Linked DNA regions of Mus musculus: regions 1, 2, 3, 4, 5 and 6 are each linked to region 7. Evidence: chromatin contacts called from public ChIA-PET and promoter capture Hi-C data. All regions are on one chromosome and are shown on one strand. Each heading gives the region's core, a stretch centred on a gene start, on an enhancer-like site or on the middle of the called end of the contact. The rest is flanking DNA. Distances are from core to core; before and after follow the strand shown. Region 1 overlaps Ascc1 (activating signal cointegrator 1 complex subunit 1). Region 2 holds the start of Spock2 (sparc/osteonectin, cwcv and kazal-like domains proteoglycan 2). Region 3 overlaps Ascc1 (activating signal cointegrator 1 complex subunit 1). Region 4 holds the start of Psap (prosaposin). Region 5 has its middle 17 kb from the start of Psap. Region 6 holds the start of Chst3 (carbohydrate sulfotransferase 3). Region 7 holds the start of P4ha1 (procollagen-proline, 2-oxoglutarate 4-dioxygenase (proline 4-hydroxylase), alpha 1 polypeptide).

Region 1 (2,984 bases), core at 224-2,723, 760 kb before region 7:
TGTGTGTGCACATCAGGGCCAGCTACAGCTCCTCAGGCTCTGTGTGTGTGTGTGTGTGTGTGTGTGTGTGTGTGTGTGTGTGTGTGTGCACATCAGGGCTAGCTACAGCTCCTCAGGCTCTGTGTGTGTGTGTGTGTGCACATCAGGGCCAGCTACAGCTCCTCAGGCTCTGTGTGTGTGTGTGTGTGTGTGTGTGTGTGCACATCAGGGCTAGCTACAGCTCCTCAGGCTGTGTGTGTGTGTGTGTGTGTGTGTGTGTGTGTGCGCGCGCGCACGCACATCAGGGCCAGCTACAGCTCCTCACCCTGTCAACAGGGCACTCCTACTTCTGGTTCTTCCACTCACAATACTGAAGTCCTTGACGCCATCGGACAGAGCTGGAGTCCCTTCTGACAAGGATGGCTTTCCTTGCACTAAGAGGAAAGGGACTTCCTCCCCAGCCACCTGCAAGTCTCTGCTGGAGTGTGCAAGGTCTGCTTACAGCGTGGCCTCTCCTAGGGAGGCTATAAAACCTTCTGCAAGTAATCACTTGGGGTTGCACTTTTGGACGGCTGGCCCACAACTCGCTGCTGATGCAAGTATTATCAAGTTTAAGACTGCTGTTAAGACCAAATGACCTATTAGAGAGTGAATTAAAACCGATATATACAAACAGGATGCCAGGCAGTTCTGCTGAGCACCTCAATATGCAAAATGCTAAGGGACTTCCCCTCCCTGCAGAGCCTTTCCATTTTGAAAACTAGCAAGAAAAAAACACGGAGCAGGGGGCGGAGGTGGTGGAGCCAGGAGGTTGTGCTGACAGGGCTGGAAAGCTTGTGCCTGACCTCCATGCAGGCCGCACATGGTACCATTCGAGAGCTGGCATCTGAGACGGGCCGATGGCAGCTCGATCTGTTGCCAAGTTTCTTCCCCAGAAAATCCTACCTCGAGGCATGGCTATTACTGTTTTACCACAGTAAACTGTCTGGCGGCTGCTTGGCTGAGAGCCTCCTCGGCCCCTAAGCCTGTAATGCAGCTCTGAGGGTAGCTGCTGTCTCAGAGCTGACCCAGGGATGTTTCTGCAAAGAGCTGCCATGGGAAGAACCAGTGCTCATTAAGCTTTGCGACCACTCTCCTTTCTATTTCCTGTCTGGTCACCTTCCCGCAGACAGTGCTCATAACAGTACTCAACGGCCAGGAGAAGGTTCACAGGGAGGAAGTACGGGTCAGCAGAAGCAAAGCCCTACATCTTGTCTCACAGGAAGACCTAAGCAACTCTGGGGCTTTATCGAGGTTGGGCATCCAAGCCCTGACTGTTGGCTGTGTCAAAGTAACAAGTGGAGAAAAAGGGCATGGGGGATGGGGAGGCCAGTGGGGAGGGGAGAAGCACATGGGGATGGGATTCAAAAGTGAGAGCAGATCAGATGTCCTCAGGCAACAGGGTGTCTACATATGCACAAACAATAGCTGTCCAAATAATAGCTGAGCTAGGAACAACTCTTGCAAGCTAGAAGGCGGACTGCCACATGCTATCAACTCCGTTATTGTCACCTCATTAGACAAGACTGCACCCTCAGCCAGAGCTACAGGACACACACCTTCAGTACTGTCACCAGAGCTGTACACATTGTGACACCCACTTATGTCCCCATGGTCCTGCTCAGCCAGCCACCTTCCCTCTGTGAAGGCGTGGCCAGACTCAAACAAGCAAAAGGCTTTTTGGAGGAGAAAGCATTATCATGCCCAAGCATGCCTTGAGAGTTGAAAGCCATAACAATCTAAAAAACAGTCATTGAAATTCTGCTGGATTTCTAGCCAGACAGCTTTCTCCCTAGCTTTTAATTTTTGACAATAATGCTCTGCCGTGACTCTAAAATGATTTCATGGATGGAAATTTGTCCTTTTCAGAGCAATCACCACTTCACAGCACTACAGACTTCACTTGTTCTTATGCCAATTCCCTAACTCTTAGAGCAATAATCACACACAAGTACCACAAGGGTGCCTACCCACAGCGCTTTCCTTCAGTCAGGAGCCGTGTGTGTGTGTGTGTGTGTGTGTGTGTGTGTGCTGGGTATGCACTTAGGCTTGCAGGGCACACTCATATGGAGTCCAGATGTCAACACTAGGTATCTATCTCTTTATTACTTCCTGCTTTTTTTCTTGACTTATTTATTTATTTTATGCATATGAGTACACTGTCTCCAGACACACCAGAAGAGGGCATGAGATCCCATTACAGATGGTTGTGAGCCACCATGTGGGTGCTGGGAATTGAACTCAGGACCTTTGGAAAAGCAGTCAGTGCTCTTAACCGCTGAGCCACCTCTCCAGTCTCTCTGCTTTATTTTGTAAGCCTGTTCTCACTGAGCCTGGAACCTGCTGTTCTGTCTGTCCAGCCAGAGAGTGTGAGGGATCCCTCTGTCTCCTCACCCCCAGCACTGTGATTACAGGTAAACGCTGACATGCACTGGTCTATGCTGTAGACTACTGTAAACAGGTGGATCCCTGGGGCCCATAGTCAGTCAGCCTAGCAAACTGGTGAACTCTAGGTTTAGTAAAAGACCAGTTTCAAAAAAATGTTAAAATTACTTTCTGCTCTTACAATGGACCCAGTTTTGGTTCCCAGCACCCACATAGTAGCTCATAATGATCTGTAAATCTGTAACTCTAGCTCCAGGGGATCTGGCCTCCATGGGCATCAGTAACTCATGGCATGGGCACATACGCGCGTGCACACACATACACACACACACACTCTCTCTCTCACACACACACACATATATACACACACAGAAAAGGCACACATATGCACAGGCACACACAATAACTACAATAGATCTAAACAGAACCAACACTTGACTCATATCTTCAGTGAGTAACACACAAAACAAAGAACAGATCCCTAGGCATGCCTGCGGATGAGTGTTTCCAACAGTAAGAACAGGTACCCATTCAAAGCACTCCTGGGAAGGAGCTCAGGACTAAATACCCACCCCCTTCCC
Region 2 (2,980 bases), core at 402-2,901, 780 kb before region 7:
AAAAAAAAAAAACTTGTGGATGCTCGAAGTTTAAAAAGAACAGTCATGGTGTGGCTTATACTAGGTGGGTCAAAATCAAGAGTCTGGGGAATGAGGAATAAGAACCCAACGTAGAGGAGGCTTTCCGAGCGAGGTCAGGGCGTCAGCTAGCGCCAGATCGAGGGGCGCTCTACATTTCAGGGCCTCACCCCCACCCCATCGCTGAGGTGCCCAGGGCGCAGCCACGCCCTCCCTTCCTCACCCCTGCCCACGCCACCATCTGCGAGGCGGCCGTGGCTGCCCTGCGGGAGGGAACGCGCCTCCTATTCCCTCCCTGATCTACAGGTGCGGGTAAACAGAGCTGCGGCGCCGGCCGGTCCGCAGCCTCCTCCCCGCCCCCACCCGCAAAGCTTTGCCCAAGGTTAAGTCGGCTTGCGGCGGGCTTCTGCCAGGGACCCCAAACCAGCTCCTGGGGGCTCTCGCTTCTGCTTCTCATGCCCACCGGACCAAGGATGGGGTCCCCTTGCTTCACCGCCGAGCTTGGTCCAGGAAAACCAGCCTACCTGGCCTGGCTCTGGCGACCACCCTGAGAGAGAGAGAGGAGAGCGCCTCGGGCATTTTCACTGTGCACCCCCCCCCCCGCGCGCCCCATTATGGACACGCCTTCCACCATCTCTTGGAGGTTGGGGGAACCCTTCCCCAAACTCAACGCCCTGGCCACCGCTCAGTCCTTGAGCCTTCTGTCCCCTTCTTCCGAAGCCCAAGGAGGGGTCGGAGGACACCCTTGCGGCCGCTACCTTTCCTGCCGGCCCCACCCAGATCCGCTCCCTCTGCCAAGAGCAGTGTGTGCAGTCTGCAGCATTCACCCGGCAGGGGCCTAGCCCGGGGACCGATGGCAAGGAGGTGGGGGTGGGGGGACAGGCGGGGCCCAGCAGCAGCCAGGGCCCGGGTCCCCACATCCCGCACCCCTGCTCCGCGCCACGCCACAAGGCAGACCCCGTCGCGAGCGTGCGCCCCTAGAGCATGTTCTCGTCTAGGACACTCCGGGAGGCTGCGGGAACTGAAGGTCCCAAAGCTGGTGGCCACGGGAACACCGGAGGGGCTCGGGGCTGGGACTCTCGGTGTTGTTTACACTTGGCGTAGTTAGCCTGGCAGGCCCGAGAGGCTCCGGCTCCGACACGCGGCGGTGGCTCCCAGCGCGCGGGGTCTCTGCTCCCGGCCTCCCCACCCACAACCCGCGCCCGGCCCGGCCCTCCGCGCCCCGCCGCTCACGTCTCGGAAGCGGTTCCAGTGCTTAATCTTGCCGCTGTACTGCGAGATGGACGACAGCCATTGCTCGTCCTCCATGAAATTGCCGGGGGTCTCGCCCTCCTTGAGCCCCTTGGCGTCGCCTTCAGCCAAGGCGACCACGGCGAGGAGCAGCAGCGGCAGAGCCAGCCGCCCGGAGCCTGGAGCGCGCATCGTGGTCTGGGCTTGGACCTGGGGGGGTCTGGACTTCAGCAGGATTTGATGTCCTTCCCTCCACCGCGCCACTGGCGAAGCGCTGCGGTCCTCCTCAGCCCTCCTCCTGCTGTCTGACTCCAGTGACTGACGGAGGGTGGGTCGTGGCTGAAATGTGACCTGGTTAGCAGATGCACTTGTCTGAAAAAGCCCAGCGCTGGACGCGGAGAGGGAGAGAGATTCAGAGAGGCTGCGCCAGCGGGGGCTGTGTCTGTAACTGTAGCATCAGCATCACGTTTGACATCATCATACCTGGTTAAAAAAAAAAAAAAAAAAAAAAAAAAAGGAGGGGGTAGATTTCAAAGCAGAGCGCTGGATCAGAGCAGCCAAGCCAGCCAAGCCGCAGCGCAGGGCTGCGCAAGTCAGTCCAGCTCTCAAGGAGTTGCAAGCCAGGGAAGCAGAACCCTGAGATGTCCCTGCTGTCTATCTAAGGGTGGACAGCAAAGAAGGGCTCCGGGGTCTTTCATAGGGCTGGAAAGAGGATGAAAACTCTCGGGTTACCAAGTCAGCTGGGCTCAGGTGTCTAAAAGGGAATCTGGCCACAGACAGTTTCTTCTCCCTTGGCCTCCTCCCACCCCACACCCCACACCCCCGAGTGGCCTGTGCCACCGCTCTGACAGCTGGCTCCCCGCGAGTTATGGCGCTTCGGTAATGGGTGGCTTCCTTAAGACAAAGGCGGTCTAACAACTGGCTGCCTCTGAACTATTGCTCCCCCTGGCCCGCCGCTCTTTTCAACGCATGGCCCCAACCCTGAATGGCTGGTGAAACATGGGCAGATGTCCTCCTCTTCCGCAAGCAGATGTTTAGGGGCTGTCACCCTTTTGTTAGCTTTTCCTAGGGCAACCCTAAAAGACACATGCGTGTCTAGCCATCTCATCTGCCTTGAGTCTGCAAATCTAAATGGGCCCAGCCATTTGCTTGTGACTTTGACTTCATGTTGAGTTTGATGATGCACTGGGGAAGGAGACAAGGCGGGAGGAGGCGGGTTCTGTTGGAGGCTGTTAGGTTCTTGTTAAAACTGTGACCCTTGTCATTGCCTATAGACCTGTGCTGCCTTACCAGCTGGGAAGGCTGGCAGCTGGGCACAGACCCAGGATCAGAACAGAACTGAAATTTACATTACAAATAAAATGAAGACTACGAAAAGGGCAAACCATATTAAACTTTTGGGCCCCAAGCCCTAGATTGTGTTTTTATAAAAGACTTGGCTGCTGTGATGTTAAAATAAAATAAAATAAAATAAAATAAAAATTAAAGGCAATGAAAGAACATGATCTTAATCAATAGGAAAAAACACAGGTTGTGAGGGTTACAGTCATCCAGGGCCTGGCATGCCTCCTGAGTGTTGGGTGCCTCAGTAGCCTGGGCTGGGTGGGGACCCCTGGGAAAACACAAAACAATAGTTTCCCTTCCTGTGGTGCTGCTGCAAGCTCCAGATACTGACATCTGCATCTCACAATGGATGCAGAGCCCTCCAGGCGGTACCAGGGAGCTTCACAGT
Region 3 (2,700 bases), core at 39-2,538, 710 kb before region 7:
ATACCCTTTGCAAGGCTATCACCTTTATCTGCTTGAGTTCGATTGCCAGGGAAACACTGAATACTGAGAAACTAAATGCACAACAGAGCACAGAACAAAGGAGCCGCTCAAGGTCACATAACCTCAAGTCTTTAGGAGGTTTTGAGTCATGAGGTTATCCGGTCTTTAGCTCTACTGGAAATTCATAAGTAACCTTACTGGGAAATCTTTTAATAAGTAGAGAAACACTAAATTTTACCCTGCCTAATACTGCCACCACCAAAATAAACATAAAAATAAGCCAACCATATCTCTTCTAGCATGGTCTAAATTTAATATAAGACCAAACGATCTCTAAGACAGTGGTCTAAGTCTCCAGGGCCATTGTTCCCCTTTGCTCGGAATAGAGACTCCTACCTCAAGCCTGCTCATGGAAACGCATCAAGACCAACATCAAGTTCTTTACCCCAGGGTTTAATTACACTGGGCCCTGCTCCAAGTCTGCCATTATTTGGAGCTGGAACTGTTCTGCTCCATTAGGTTGGCCACCCAGGCTGGCGCCTGAAAATTCTAATGCTATTGACCTTCCACCCAGGAGAGGCAAGCAGGAAGTAACAGGAGGTTCCCGGGCAGCTCTGTCTGGATGAAAATAAGCATGCTTCCTTATGGCAAAGTCACATCTCCGAGGTTCTGCTTCTTTACACGTTAAGTAGGGTCTCAAAACAAATCCAAAGCAGCCTCCATCAGAGAAGTGCGTTGAAGCCCAAGCCAGAGTTCAGAGCCCCCAGTGTACGGCCTTAACTCTGCACCAAGCTGCTGCTTGTGGCCTACCACTGGCAACCACATCATCACCTCGGGCTTGCTCTGATTTGAGCTTCTTTTCTATCCTAGGAACCGAACTTACAGCTTCTCACATGCTAGGCAAGCATGCTACCACTGAGCTACATCCTGGCCCTTCTTTATGTTGAGACAGAATCTCACTAAGTTATTCAAGCCATCCTTTTACTCCATAGATAGCCCAGCGAGGGCCTGCACCTGCCATCCTTCTGCCTCAGTACCCCAGCAGCTAAGGTGGACAGCATCACACCCTCAGGCCCATCTCATGTCTGGTCTGGCACCCCAGGAAATGCTGGCGATGTACCTCTAGCACTGACAAGCTTGGGGGAGAGGCCCAGACAGTGAATGCTCCACCATGGAGCACTCCTTCTGCTTCCTTACCACTCAAGAGCAAGAGCCGAGCAGAGGGGAGCTTGCACGGGTGCACCTGCCTGTGGGCGTGCCTGCAAGCAGACAGGAAGCTCCCAGGCCTACAAGGCCGTGCTCACTGTGCAATGACTAAGAAACGAGCTTAGAAGAATCTGATCACTGTGCTCTGCCTTGACAGTAGATGCTGACTAGCAGGGACAAAAATAATCATCAATTATATACACGTCTGTCATCTTTTAGCAGGTCCAGGAGTTATGAAAGCTTGAGCCTTACTTGGCATTACTGTCCCAGGCTCTAATTCCACTGTTACCAGCCCACTGTGGCTAGACAAATCATTTCATGTTTCTCAGCTTCAGCTTCCTCTTCCATGAAAGAAGAGAGATCGCCTACCTTACCTCTAAGTCAAAGGTCCTATGCATCATTCACACAAAGCCCATGAATACGGAAGGACCTGCTAAGAAAATAGATAGGCCTTTGTGACAGACTCACCAACTCACTTCCTGGGACCCTGTGCAAACAGAAAGGAAATAAACATAAGGGCCTGCCTTCTTGCTCATTATATTTATTATTTTATGGCAAAGCTCCAACAAAGCACTTCAGGCAAATGATGTAAACTTCATCAGCATAGGAAGTTATTCAAATAAGGCAGAGTGCTGAGTGTTTGGCTCTGTAACCAGACACACCTAGCTGCTCTCAGCTCAGCATCTGTGAAACACCTCTGTCTCAGGCCATTCAGGAGACTGAATGAAATTTAATGAGGTCTCTGGCACACAGCAGCAGGGCTTCCTCCTGCTTTTTACATGCCTAGGTTTACACAAACCACTCTACAGTCCCCGTGCTAGCAGGACTGGGAACTAAATTAGGCTCTGCTGAGTCATTTTCATTATTCCTTTAAAATGTTTAGGAAAACCGACTTCCTCTGAGAGCCTCTATGTGTTATTAATGAATACTTTGTTGAGCTATATAAACTGATTCTTCTGGCTTATAAATTCTCTCTATTCAGAAAGTAGAGAGGTTCTTAGTAAGACAGAACAGTCAAGAATCAGCCATCATGTACCAGAGAAAAGAGCTTCACCATACAGTGCTTAAGTTTCCAGCCACTAAAGAGAAGAGCCTCTCCCTTCCTAAAGGAGGGACGCACTTCGGTTCTGTGAGAGCCGTGGCGACAAGCTTATGTTCCTCAAAGCTTAATGTGCCTCCCAAAGCAGCTTATAAGCATTAGTGCATTAGTGAGCACTGCTTCCAACAAAAGTGGGTCTCAAAGGCGGACCCTGATGACTCTGACCTCAGTGACTATCCAACCAAACTGGACCGAGGTAGCTCAGCTTCTACTCTGATTCTCCCACTCCCGTGCCCCCTTTCAGCAAAGCTAGGCACGGAACCCAGAGTCTCAGAACACTGGACACTGGGGAAGCACTCCACCACTGAACAGCACTCCCTGCCCCTCAGCAGGAACCTGACACCACTGTGTCCCTTGCTGCTGCTCTCTAATCCATAGGGATACTCCAAATCCTG
Region 4 (2,761 bases), core at 153-2,652, 950 kb before region 7:
AACTACAGTAGTGCCACACTGAGCCCATAAGTCCTAAGAGCCTCAGGGAGCACACGTGGTTTGCAGTCATCATAGACAACCAACAACTCAATGGTGGACAGTCAAGACAAGCTACCATTCTTCAGTATGACCTTGACGTGAGGCACAGAGCCTGGAGTTTTAGACCAAGGCCATCAGGGTCCTCCCATCTACCTAAGAAGGAAGAAGGAACCCAGTTAACTAGACTGGCAGTCAAATGAACTACATGTGTATTAGAAATAATTTTTCCAAGGAAACAGGTAAGGGGTATAGTGTGACTCAGTAGAGGATGTTCGTTTACCGTGTGTTACGATCCAAGTTCAATGGCCCATACTACAGAGAGAGAGAAAAAGAAGTCTGGTTTTGGTGGTGTGGGTGAATCAGAACTCACGAGTTATGTATGACACAGAGCAAGCAGGACCAAGTGCGTTTCTTTTCATTTTTCTTGCACAAAAAAAAAAAAAAAAAAAATCTCATACACAGTCCAGACTAGCCTTGAGCTTTCTGTGTAGCACAGGCTGACCTCAAATTCAAAATCCTCCTACCTATGCCTTCCAAGTGTGAGTCCCCTGGCGCTGCCTTGCCAACCTGCAGTGCTTTTAAGAAAAATCATTTTAGAAACACTTGCTATAAAATAAAGGCTGGCCAATGGCTTTGCCAGATCAAACAAAAAAATTAAGAGTTCCAATGCAATCGGGACTACACAATTCCCTCCAAGACCTACTACGCTCCTGAGTTCACACAGAAGCCAAAAAAATCACCCCCCGGCCCGGGGCAGACACAAAGACGCTTCCTGCAACTCCCATACGAGTGCAGTCTGGGACAGAGGTCACGGGCCGACCTGACCTGCAGGATGGGGCTTCAAGGCCATGTCTATCACCTACACCAGGATAGAGTCAACACAGCGACGGAAGAGGTCATCGAGTGACCTCTCCCAACCTCCATCCCAGGGAGAACCGCAGTCACCCGCAAGGCCTTGCACAAGGCCTGCACACACAGGACAAGACGTCTCTCCCACCTCCCAGTGGTCCCCCAGTGCAGAGAATCTGGAACAGGTCCCCCTCCGCCACCAGCCCCGATCTGCGCCTGCGCACAGCGAGGCCTGCCTAAGCGCGCCCCGGGAAGCGAGCGGAGGGCGAGGCCGGTACCGCAGGACTGCCCGGTTCCCGGGACCCAGGGGACGCTATAGCGTTCTTCTCTACCAGACCAGGGGACCCTTCTAAGCTCACCGGTGGCCAGAAGGCTGGCGAAGAGGGCGAGGGCGTACATGGCGCCGCTTCACTTCGCAGGCTGCAATGCAGAACGTCAGCTGACCAGACGAATATAAATCTACCCCCCAACCTCGCCGCAGACGCCAGTGCGCAGGCGCGGGCCCCGCCCAAACTGGGCGCAGCTTGACTCAGCGTCGCGCAGCGCGCCTGCGGGGAGGGAGGGTGCGAAGAGGAGCAGGCTGAAAACGCCCAGGGAAGGTGGCGGGAAGGCGCGGGTGGTGGTAATAAAAGAAAACCATATCTGGTGATTAAATCAAGGTCAGGCGCCGAACGGTATCTAACGCCTCTCTTTACCTTTGCAATGTGAGGAATCCAGCCCAGGGCTGGTACCAAGCCCTGAACTGCATCTTGTGCTCCCCCACCCCACCCCACCCCTGAGCCCCAGCATCTTTTAAGTATTACTATTTGTTTTTGAGATGCCGAGTCACTATGGCCTTGCTGGTCGACAATTCAGTGTCGCAGCAGACCTGGAACTCTCAACCTTCTGCCTCAACCCCTTGGAGAATGGTTGGGGGTTGGGGGGCGGGAGCAGGGATTTTTGTTTGCAGTCGCCGGTATTGAACCCAAGGCATTATACTTGATATCAAGTGTTGTACCTCCAAGCTGCACACCACCATTCCCCCCACCCTCCCAGCTCACTCCTTACTTTATTTTTGAAAGAGGGTGTCACCAAATTCCCCAGAAAGTCTCTGAACATGTAATTCTTCTGCCTGACCCTTGTACAGTGGTAGTTAGGGGTTTTTTGTTTGGTTGGTTGGTTGGTTTGGTTTGGTTTGGTTTTTGGTTTTTCGAGACAGGGTTTCTCTGTGTAGCCCTGGCTGTCCTGGAACTCACTTTGTAGACCAGGCTGGTCTCGAACTCAGAAATCTGCCTGATTCTGCCTCCCGAGTGCTGCTGGGATTAAAGGTGTGTGCCACCACGCCTGGCGGTGATTAGTTTTTTTGGTTAGTTTTTTTGTTCGTTTGTTTGTTTGTTTGTTTTGGTTTTTCGAGACAGGGTTTCTCTGTATAGCCCTGGCTGTCCTGGAACTCACTTTGTAGACTAGGCTGGCCTCGAACTCAGAAATCTGTCTGCCTGCTGGGATTAAAGGCGTGGGCCACCACGCCCGGCTAGTGGTTAGTTTTTTAAGACAGGGTTTCCTGTAGCCCAAAGAGGCTGACAACTGGCTGTGCAGCTGAGGATTCGTGTATCTCAGGCAGTCCTCGAACTTCAGTCACTTCCAAATCCTGATCTGCCTGCCTGTGCTACCATACATGTTCTGTTTGGTTCTAGGAACCAAACCCAGGCCTTCAACTCATGTCGGGCAATGACTCTACCAACTGAGTGGCATCTCCAGCCCCCATTTATTGTGATTCGTGCCGTGCTAACAGATGAGACTCAAGCACAAACAGGTTACAGATTTGCCTACATCTTTACACTCAGGATTCAAATTCACAGGCTGCCATTCTGCAGTTGTCAATCAATACAAACTC
Region 5 (2,973 bases), core at 447-2,946, 940 kb before region 7:
GGTCTTGTTAGCCAGGCTGGCATTGAACTCCCAAGTGCTAAGATTACAGGTGTGTAGCATCACATACAGTCCAACTGGGCTACACACACACACACACACACACACACACACACACACACACACACACCATCTCTCCATGACCCTGCCCCCTTCCTCTCACCAGAAGGAGAAACAGGCCCAGAAGATGCCAGGCTTCTCCAGGGTCATCCAGGCTAAACTTGGAGCAAATTCTAAGTCCCTGGCACTGTGGACAGTTTTTTCCCTGATCAGTCTTTTGCCCTGGTGATAATAAGCTTAAAGCATAAGCCTGCAATTCTCTTTAATCTCAGAGTCCCGAGGAGGTTTGGGGAAGAAAGAGAAAGCTTTGTTCTCAGAGCCGGGGCTAGGACGATTGGCTGGGCAGGAGCTCTCCTGCGCCACCTTTGCCCTGGACAGGGAGCAACGTGTGTTTCTAGAAAAGGCTTAATTTTGGAAGGCAGGTGGGGGCTCCTGGAGGGGTGGGGGTGGAGAAAGACTGCTCACCTGATAGCTCTCTCTCTCTCTCTCTCTCTCTCTCTCTCTCTCTCTCTCTCTCTCTCTCTCTCTCTCTCTCTCTCAAGTGCCCCGACACGCATCTTGCCTTCTGTGGCCTTAGGAGACCAGGTGTGTGCAGGGGGCACCTGGTGTGAGAAGGGGAGGCTAGCCCTCCCTCTCCCCGTCCTCCCTTCCTTCTTTTTTCCCTAGACAGGGTCTCTTCTAGCCCAGGCTGGCCTCAAACTCAGAATGTAACCTTGCATTCTTAATCCTCTTGTCTCTATTTCTCAAATGCTAGGGTCACATGAAATTCTGGGGTCACATGAAATGCCGGGGTCACAAGGAATGCTGGGGTCACAAGGCATTCTGGGGTCACATGATGAAATGCTACAGTCACATGAAATGCTGGGGTCACAGGCATGTGCTATCAGACCTCATTTTTACCATGCTGAGGGTGAAACTATGGCTTCATGCATACGAGGCAACCACTCTACCAACTGAGCCACATGTCCAGCCTGAGAGTGGGTCCCTGAAACTCACCTTTTTCCCCAGAATGCTTTTGAGAGGGACTAGGGACTCCTTCACCACACCCACTAATAGCCCTGGGCATCATCTTGGTGGGTGAGTGAACACAGAGAAGCTGTGGCCTCACCCTTGGTATGTAAGAGCCAAGTCACAGCCTTGTGAAACTGTTGCTCTGGGGGTGGGCATGGGAGAAGAGCACAGGGCCAGTGTGACCCAGGAAAGAGGAACCAAAACTACCAGGGTAAGACTGTCCCGGACCATTGCCCTTCTATACATGGGCATGGGCAACTCCAACAGCCACTAGGACCAGGGTTTAAGTTCAGTGCCCTGCCCCCCAGCATGCAGTGGACGACGTAGGTGACCCCCTTTACTCTATATGCCTATCCCCCACATACAGAAATGGCACACAGATCGGAGGCTTGCTAAAAAGGTTTCCTACCCTATGCATGCCCTGCACATGATAAGGTTCCAGATACATAGTGGGTCTGTGTCTTCCCCATGAGACCTTGAGATGTTGGCCTGGAATTATCCATAGCCCCATAAGGAAACTGAGGACAGAGGTGTCTCATGTGAGTGAGAAGGGTTTCTTTTGCCCTGTATATTGAGCCACTTGGCGTCTAGCTCAGCACCATTACCAAATAAGGAAACGTTCACAAGTGGGCTGTGGGAAGCTCAAACAGCGCCAAGGGCAGCACCATGCTAATCAACCAAGAGCCACCTCCAAGGAGCCTTCTCAGTCCTCTGTGCATCTGGGATTCTGAGACAGGGAGACATAGGCTACGGCAAGGGCAGAGGCAGGGGCAGGGGCAGGGGTAGGGGCAGAGGCAGAGGCAGAGGCAGGAGCAGGGACAGAGGCAGACAAGAGCAGGGCACAGGCAGAGGCTAGCTGTGATTCTCTTTGGCAACCACTTGACCCCTTTCTAAGCCCTCCTCACACCATCACAGCCCTGTAAGAGCTAAGTGAGGCTAGGCTAGCTTTATCTTACTGGACTAAGGAACGCCAGAGAGGTGAGGTGGCTGGTGAGAGTCATTCAATGCTTACTGGTAGTGTTGGACCTTGCAACAGTTCCTGAGCCTTCGTTTTGACACCCGGCTGGGGGCAGTCCCTTTTCTCAAGAAGTGTACCAGGCTGCAGAAAACAGGGAGAAGGCAGATAGATATTCATGTCTCCACTTCATGACCTCCCCTAGAGACAGCCATCATCTGTCTCTCTCTCAAAACAATGAGCACGTGACCTCCTGGCCTCCTCCCTGGCCTGGGATTGTGGGACTAAGATGAAGGTGATACCCCGGAATGCACAGAAACTTCACATGTCCCATCTCCCTCTGCCTGTGTCCTCTTGCTGCACACAGGAGAGACACCTCGCCCACCTGGCTCTGCAGTGGATGGATGCCCCTGTGAAAAACCTCCTGCTTGCAACCAAAGGGCCATCAGAACCCTGATCTTTCAGAGAACAGATGAGAAATACACACATTTGGTCAGGCAATGCTCATACGTGACAGTATTTTCAGGGATGCACACATTTGAAATATTAAAAAAGATTTGTTTGTCAAACCTGAAACCCAAAGCCCACCCCTAAGTGACACACTTTCTCCAACAAGGCCACCCTTCCAAAAACGCCATTCCTTATGAGTCTGTGGGGGCCATCTTCATTCAAAATGCCAGACAGGCATATGCTGGAATCTGTTCTTTTTGTCCGCAGGCAGGAGGGATGGCTCAATGGCTAGTTAAGAGCCCTGGCTGCTCTTCCAAAGAACTTAGGTTCAAGTCTCAGTACCCACATGGTAGGCCACAGTTGTCTGTAACTCAGTTCTAAGAGATCTGATGCCCTCCTCTGGCCTCTGTGGGCACCAAACATACACATAATACACAGGCATACATGCATGAAAACCACTCATACACATAAGGCAAATTTTTAATTTAAATTATTTATAA
Region 6 (2,782 bases), core at 40-2,539, 900 kb before region 7:
CCCAAATTTATGTGGTGCTGGAGAACTGAAGCCAAGCTTTCTATCCACTAGGCTCTATTCTCAGCCTGACACAGGTCTAACTTTTGGTCTTTGTGTGCCCTGAGGTGTATCACAACTCCAGTTCTGGTTTCCCCTAATAGGCTACAGAACACAGGCAGCCAGTGAGGGTTTTCTGCTGAAAGCTAGCTGCGGGTCTCACATCATAGTGCAGGGCACGACCACACTTCCATCAGGCCCCTGCTAGACAACAGGTTAGCAGATTCCTACCAACCTTCTAATTAGGGACCTGAGAGGAGGTCTTGGAGCCACCTGGGTCTCACTGCCCATTCTGTCCAGCTTTGTATCTGCTACCTGAGTCTGTTAATGTCTTCCGCTGATATAAATGTTCAGCATGACAGAGCGGGGCCAAGGACAGATGTGTATGTTTCCTTTTTTATATTTTCTCACTTCTCCTTTATAGACAATTGCTTATTTTGTCTAAACCTTACAAAAGCCCAAGAAACGTCAGGAGGGCCGTCTCAGGCCTGAAGTTAGCTAGAGTCCTGGAAAAGAAAGCTGGACTGGGAGACCTCAAAGAATCGTGTACATCACCAGGACTGGAACTTATAACCTGAAGTTTGGCTTGCTGTCCAACACTGGGCCCTTTACAGCAGTCTTGGCGAAGCTGGCCCTTTTACAGACCCAGCAATACTTACCACTCATCATCACTCAGAAGTGACATGACCTCCACCTCAGGAGTGCCAGCAGTCCAAAGGGGTCTTAAGCTAATGCCAAGGGGGTCCAGCTCCCTCTGAGCTTCTTGGTGAGAACCCTTTCCACATCTTGTCCTGGGGGCTCTGTGAGAAAGCACCAAGAACACTTCTGCAACCTGTGGCTGCCCAGGGAAGGAGGACGGTGGCTTTTCAAAATTCCAGGAAGCATCCTCAGAGGGACAGGAAGGTCCTCATGTTCAGGGTGGGCAGCAGCATGGGGGGGGGGGGCTCAAGCTGGACAACTCTCCTTGAAGCCGTGCCCCTGAACTCTCTTCCTTGGGGCTGGAAGCTCCTCCCAGCCTCGTCCTCAAGGGTAGGGATGGAGCAGCCCTGGCGAGTCCCCCGGGACGCAGCTAAGTCGGGAACAAAGGCCCACGGAGGGGTCGAGGAGAGCGAGGCTCCCAGGGGGGATAGGGGGGGCTGCTGCCCTTCCTCCCGGCTCCTCCCTCCTCCCTGAGTCCTCCGCCTCCTCCATCCTCTTCGAGAGGCCGGGTGGGCGGCCGCGCCAACTTCACCGAGCGTCCCCAAGTTGCCGGGTGCGCGTGTGGAGTGAGGTGGGGAGTCTGGAGGAGAGGCGCGGGGCTCCCAAAGTTGCAGCTGCCGGCTCAGGAGGCCGCCTCCGGTCGCTAGCGGGATCGGAGTCGTGGGTAGGACCGATCGTTCGCCTGCAGCTAGGACACCGCCCGCCTGGCGCCGCTTCCCGCCCAGCGAGGGGACCAGCCCGGCCGCGCCTCCCTCCCCGCACTAGCCGAGGACGCAGAGTGGGCGCCGTGGGGAGCGCAGCCCCAGCATTTTCTGAGCCGAGAGCGCAGTTGGGGGCGGATGCTGCCGGGGCTGGACGCCGACCTCCGGAGTGTCGGATCCGCCCGCCGGGAGGAGGAGGCTCGACCGGGGTAAGTGGGGCGCCCGCGTCCCGGCACCGCCTCCTGGGCCCCAGGCGGTCACCGACCGCATCCCAGAGCGCGCGCCAAACTTTTGGAGGAGAAGGGGACCGGCGGAGGGCGGGCGGGGAGTTCCCTGCGCGGGGAAAACCCCACGCTGCCAAATTCTCATCTGCCATGTACCCACAGCCAGGTCACCGCACAAACCACAAGTGAGGCATCTTCACGCCGAACGTCCTGCATACTCCCAAGTGCAACTCCTGCTTCTAGGAGCCTCCAGGGTTGGGAACTTTTAAACCAGCTTGGGTTCTTTGCTGGTCCCGCAGCTCCACCCACCATTGAAATGGAGCCCCCAAACTCCATAGCAGGGGACTACTAGCTGCCCGGGCTTTGGGAAGCGGTGCCTGAGACCCACTGAGGCCCAGGAACGGGGAGAAAGAAGCAATCGTTGAAGTCACTTGTCCCGGGCTAGCAAGGGCGGATTTGGTGTGGAAACTCGGCGTCTAGATGATGTGCCTGGGTATGCGCAGCCCTTCCGGAGGTAGATGGGGGAGACCAGAGCCAGTGATTTGGAAACTTTTAAAGTTCTTCTGGACTGGGGTCTTTAAGCTGTAAGGAAAAGGCTGTGTGCTGGTGCTGCGCCTGACAATCTGCGTGGTGTTCGTGACAGGGCGTTGCAAGGAAGCTGAGACCCTGGCGGATGTGCTTCCTCAGAGGAACTTCCATAGGGGATCTCAGCTCGGGGCCATATAAATGGGGCCGTGGATTGAGCTGAGACTAAAGTCAGGATGAAACCAGGCTTGTTGGCCTGTCTTGTACCAGAATGTCTGCTTGGTTTCTGATTCGTAGTGTCCTGCATGTCCTAAGGATCTTGGGGCTAGTGCAGTGCTGGGCACCCAGTCTTAGCTGTCTGGTGATTGAGGGCACCGGTAGTGAATTATGGACTTGCCTCAAGCGGAGCCCAGTGAGCCTCGGCTGAATTGGCATTGATCTTCTTGGAGAGAAAAAGACCTTGCTGGCTGCAGGAAGCCCTGCCTGGTGTCTTGGGTGGTGGTGGTGGGGTGTGTGTGGCCGGAGTCCACTGTGCCTCATGGTCACCTCTCCCTCCTCAGAGCAAGAGGAAGGTTCCATTTCAGCATCTGGCTATGT
Region 7 (2,996 bases), core at 117-2,616:
GAGTGCATTCCAAGGAAAAAGTCCAAGAGCCATGGCTCTCGAGTTAAGTCGAACCTGGCAGGTTCCTTTTAATTAAAAAAAAAAAAAAAATCATTTCCTAAAAGAGAACCCAGGAGCTTGTCTATCCCTTTCTGTGGAGGCTCTTCCCTATAAACCACGGTGCAATACCCCAAGAGTCCTCATTTTGGATGGTCAGCTGAAGATGTTAAGTCCGAAAGCCTGCCTTTGTACCAAATTCCCACTCTCTAGGAGAAACAACCTCGTATTTAACCGTACCATCCTTCCCCACACTGAACATCCATCTGGGGTCAATCACAAAATTCAGTTTAAAAGTCTCACACAACCATAGAAGGTTTGGCCAAAATGGACTGACTTGTTGACCCTGCAAGAGGAGGGGAGCGTGAAAGACGAAAAGGGAAAGGGGATCATCAGGGTGAGCTGAACCAGAGGAGGTGGGCAAGATTGGAAACCAGGAGGAAAGAAGGAGCAGAGGGAGAGAGAAATACAGAGACAGACGCGTGTGTCCTTAAGTGATTCACTGGGATGAAGAGGAAGGAAGAAGCCAGCTTCCCCAACTGTGAATGACAGCAACTTCTCAGCTAAACTCGGCGCCCCGGGCTATGTCTACTTGCTGAGACAACGCCGAGAAGCGCAACAGACAAGTTCAGTCCTAACTTCTGAGTAGGTCCCACTTCCCAGCTTTACTTTCCAAAAGTGAAAAGGAAAAAGAGAAGAAGAGCGATCGAAACGGAGAGACTCAGCCCCCGGCTGCAAGCGCTGCCTGCTTTCTCCACTGCCACATGCTAACCATCTGCGGCTCGGGCGGCCCAGACCCCCGCCCGTCCGCCCTCGCCTTCCCCCGGCTTAGTGGGGCGGACGAGGTACCGCTGCACAAGTCATCAGGGAGGCTGGCTGCCCGGGATGGAACATTCAAGAAGGTCCTAGTGCTGGGGCGGGGCGCAAGCCGCTGCTGCCGCTCCGGCCAGAGGCAGGACGGGGGTGGGGGGACGGCGAGGGAAGCTGGGAGAGCGCCGGGGCGGCCTGACTTCGGGGGTGCGGGGCCGGGTCCTCTCGGGGAGACCCGGGGGCGGCTGTGAGAAGGGCTGAGCCCCACTCCAGAGCGAAGGGACCCCGGCTGCCCGCGGGGACCCCGCATCCGTCTCCAAGATCGGAGGAGCGCCTCACCTGGATAGCGGGCCGGGAGGAAGGCGACAGCTCGGCTCGGGTCAGTCCTGTCGCCTGCAGTCCCCGCTAGCTAGCTCCCTGCCGCCCTCAGCCTGCTGGCAGTGCGACTGGGCAGTAGAGGGAGCCAGGCGTCCCTTTTATATTCCCCTGCCGCGCCGGCGCGCCGGAGAGGGGGCGGCCGCAGCCCTCGCTACGTGCGCTCTGTCACACCAGCTCCCGCGCCACTGCGCAGGCGCTTGCGGCGAGCCTCCCACCCACCCGGGAGTCGCCCAGGCCCGGGGTGTTCCAAGCCTAGGCTGGCCCACGCGAGGACGCAGTGCGCCTGCGCAGAGCTCCTGCCACGCCACCGTTCCCGTGGTTACCATGGGGCTTCCACCACCACCCCCGCCCGGGTTCCTGTAGGATTTAGCGCCTTCATTTCAGGGTCAGCGGCGGGTCTCAGAGCCATCGAAGCCATCAGGAAGGACAGTTGTGCAAAATTAGGAGAAGTTTATAAGAATTTAGGAAATAAAGTGGAGGTGTGGAGTGGGAAACAAGACGGTGTATCCGGGGTGACTGTCGGGGCTGGCTTGGCCCACAGGGGTTTTTGCTTTAATAAGCGTCTTTTTTACACTTTTGAACACGAGGATTTCGCTTAATCTCCCACCCGCATACTTTATGGGTGAATAATAGATGACAATTGAGTGTCATCTGAGGTTAAATCCTAACCCACTCTGTATAAAGTTAGATTTTAACTTCCCTGTATCTTGGGTGCTACATCTGCAAAGAAGGAATACAATATTATCTGTTCCCTAGGCCCTAGGCTTGCTGTGAGAAACAATGAGACAATGAATGAAAAAGCACTTACTTAGCACATGCCTAGGATTCAGGAAGAGCATGGAAACATATAATGGGGCTGGGGAGGGGGTGTACCAGGATGTTGGGTTTTGAGCATTTACCTAACATGGAAAAAAAAGGCCTTAGACTTTATTACCTAGCCTCAAACAAACCAGCACAGAAACAAGCATCAACAACAGTAAGTCTGGAGATGTGGCACACACAGCTAAGATTTCAGTTCCCAGCACCGTGCTGGGTGGTGGCTCACAACATCCTGAAACCCCAGGTCGGGCAGATCAACAACTCTGGGCTTCCAAGAACACCGGTATTTAACCACACAAGACACATACGTATAGTTAAAATGAATAAAATTAAATCTTTAAAAAAATACTACTGAGCACACTATATAAGGCACGAACTGTGTTTGAGTTTAGTCTTGATCTAAAAGAAGAGAACCTTAGTTACTGGCAATAAGGACAATGCCAGAGATAATTTACTTCCTGTCAGGGAAAGAAAGACTTTTCTAACATTTGTTACTCGTTTAAAACTGTAAAGTTTTCCTTGCTTGCTAAAGTATGGAACTGATTGGCACTTATCTGGGACAGAGAGACAAAGAGCTTCAGGCGTCTGAAAGCAATGGTTTCTAAAAGTGTGGCTCTGTGGGTCTAGTCAGGAGCAGTAGAGCCAAAAATGTTTTTGTAGGACGATTTCGATTCTTTTGCTATAATGACAACACAGTTGGATTTTCCAGAGACTTCTGCTCCTTTGTCATGGTTTAAGTGTGAGGCATATCCCAACCAGGCCACTAGTAAGAGAATTTACAGAAGAAAAACAAAAAAAGCAAAAAACCACACAGCCACCCCACTAATACTCTTAAGATGTTTTTATTAAAAATGTTTTTCTGCTAACTTGTAATATAGTTGTTTTAAAATGCACAAATAAAGCTATTTTATATATTTTTTTAACCTCTCACTACAGTAAATCCTGCCAGATAT

Evidence for each region. Promoter capture Hi-C pulls out the DNA fragments that hold promoters and counts their contacts. ChIA-PET counts read pairs in DNA pulled down with a chosen protein or histone mark. Capture Hi-C pulls out chosen DNA fragments and counts their contacts.
Region 1: an RNA polymerase II ChIA-PET map of memory CD8 T cells shows a contact between it and region 7, with 12 read pairs. The contact joins the enhancer-like site here to the promoter of P4ha1 in region 7. A contact is called at or near these places in 5 of 39 promoter capture datasets (HPC-7-derived erythroid cells, embryonic stem cells, hippocampal neurons and 2 more), 2 of 115 datasets of contacts at active chromatin or transcription factors (memory CD8 T cells and regulatory T cells) and 1 of 9 other capture datasets (embryonic stem cells).
Region 2: a promoter capture Hi-C map of hippocampal neurons shows a contact between it and region 7, with 4 times the contacts expected there. The contact joins the promoter of Spock2 here to the promoter of P4ha1 in region 7. A contact is called at or near these places in 3 of 39 promoter capture datasets (cranial neural crest, frontonasal cranial neural crest and hippocampal neurons) and 2 of 115 datasets of contacts at active chromatin or transcription factors (embryonic forebrain and memory CD8 T cells).
Region 3: an RNA polymerase II ChIA-PET map of memory CD8 T cells shows a contact between it and region 7, with 22 read pairs. The contact joins the enhancer-like site here to the promoter of P4ha1 in region 7. A contact is called at or near these places in 5 of 39 promoter capture datasets (the C10 cell line, embryonic stem cells, hippocampal neurons and 2 more), 2 of 115 datasets of contacts at active chromatin or transcription factors (astrocytes and memory CD8 T cells) and 1 of 9 other capture datasets (liver).
Region 4: a promoter capture Hi-C map of adipose tissue shows a contact between it and region 7, with 2.5 times the contacts expected there. The contact joins the promoter of Psap here to the promoter of P4ha1 in region 7. A contact is called at or near these places in 5 of 39 promoter capture datasets (cranial neural crest, hippocampal neurons, liver and 2 more), 1 of 484 Hi-C or Micro-C datasets (the HPC-7 cell line), 2 of 115 datasets of contacts at active chromatin or transcription factors (large pre-B cells and pancreatic cancer cells) and 2 of 9 other capture datasets (adipose tissue and liver).
Region 5: a contact with region 7 is called in a promoter capture Hi-C map of pre-B cells, with 2.4 times the contacts expected there. The contact joins the enhancer-like site here to the promoter of P4ha1 in region 7. A contact is called at or near these places in 1 of 39 promoter capture datasets (pre-B cells), 1 of 484 Hi-C or Micro-C datasets (the HPC-7 cell line) and 1 of 115 datasets of contacts at active chromatin or transcription factors (pro-B cells).
Region 6: a contact with region 7 is called in a promoter capture Hi-C map of pre-B cells, with 4 times the contacts expected there. The contact joins the promoter of Chst3 here to the promoter of P4ha1 in region 7. A contact is called at or near these places in 2 of 39 promoter capture datasets (the C10 cell line and pre-B cells), 2 of 115 datasets of contacts at active chromatin or transcription factors (extraembryonic endoderm stem cells and large pre-B cells) and 1 of 9 other capture datasets (liver).

What each region holds. Positions count from the first base shown.
Region 1 is chr10:60,079,005-60,081,988 of GRCm38.p6, reverse strand. The region is part of intron 9 of Ascc1 (activating signal cointegrator 1 complex subunit 1); the gene reads right to left. Among named protein-coding and RNA genes, the nearest start is that of Spock2, 26 kb to the left of the region's middle. Within about 2 kb of position 1,473, at least 131 of the 459 cell types and tissues checked have an H3K27ac peak or open chromatin away from gene starts, as enhancers often do. A contact at or near this core is called in memory CD8 T cells, pre-B cells and regulatory T cells, where this site is marked.
Region 2 is chr10:60,104,928-60,107,907 of GRCm38.p6, reverse strand. Spock2 (sparc/osteonectin, cwcv and kazal-like domains proteoglycan 2) reads right to left here and starts at 1,651. Exons shown (of 11, transcript NM_052994.2): 1 at 1,252-1,651. The coding sequence starts at 1,440. It overlaps Gm51801 (a long non-coding RNA gene), which reads left to right. Exons shown (of 3, transcript XR_003949003.1): 3 at 1-548.
Region 3 is chr10:60,026,984-60,029,683 of GRCm38.p6, reverse strand. The region is part of intron 5 of Ascc1 (activating signal cointegrator 1 complex subunit 1); the gene reads right to left. Among named protein-coding and RNA genes, the nearest start is that of Anapc16, 25 kb to the right of the region's middle. Within about 2 kb of position 1,288, at least 113 of the 459 cell types and tissues checked have an H3K27ac peak or open chromatin away from gene starts, as enhancers often do. A contact at or near this core is called in embryonic stem cells, hippocampal neurons and memory CD8 T cells, where this site is marked.
Region 4 is chr10:60,276,269-60,279,029 of GRCm38.p6, reverse strand. Psap (prosaposin) reads right to left here and starts at 1,402. Exons shown (of 15, transcript NM_011179.3): 1 at 1,248-1,402. The coding sequence starts at 1,287.
Region 5 is chr10:60,259,029-60,262,001 of GRCm38.p6, reverse strand. No RefSeq gene overlaps it. Among named protein-coding and RNA genes, the nearest start is that of Psap, 17 kb to the left of the region's middle. Within about 2 kb of position 1,696, at least 89 of the 459 cell types and tissues checked have an H3K27ac peak or open chromatin away from gene starts, as enhancers often do. A contact at or near this core is called in pre-B cells and pro-B cells, where this site is marked.
Region 6 is chr10:60,217,767-60,220,548 of GRCm38.p6, reverse strand. Chst3 (carbohydrate sulfotransferase 3) reads left to right here and starts at 1,289. Exons shown (of 4, transcript NM_016803.3): 1 at 1,289-1,645.
Region 7 is chr10:59,321,666-59,324,661 of GRCm38.p6, reverse strand. It overlaps P4ha1 (procollagen-proline, 2-oxoglutarate 4-dioxygenase (proline 4-hydroxylase), alpha 1 polypeptide), which reads right to left and starts at 1,366. Exons shown (of 15, transcript NM_001316371.1): 1 at 1,186-1,366.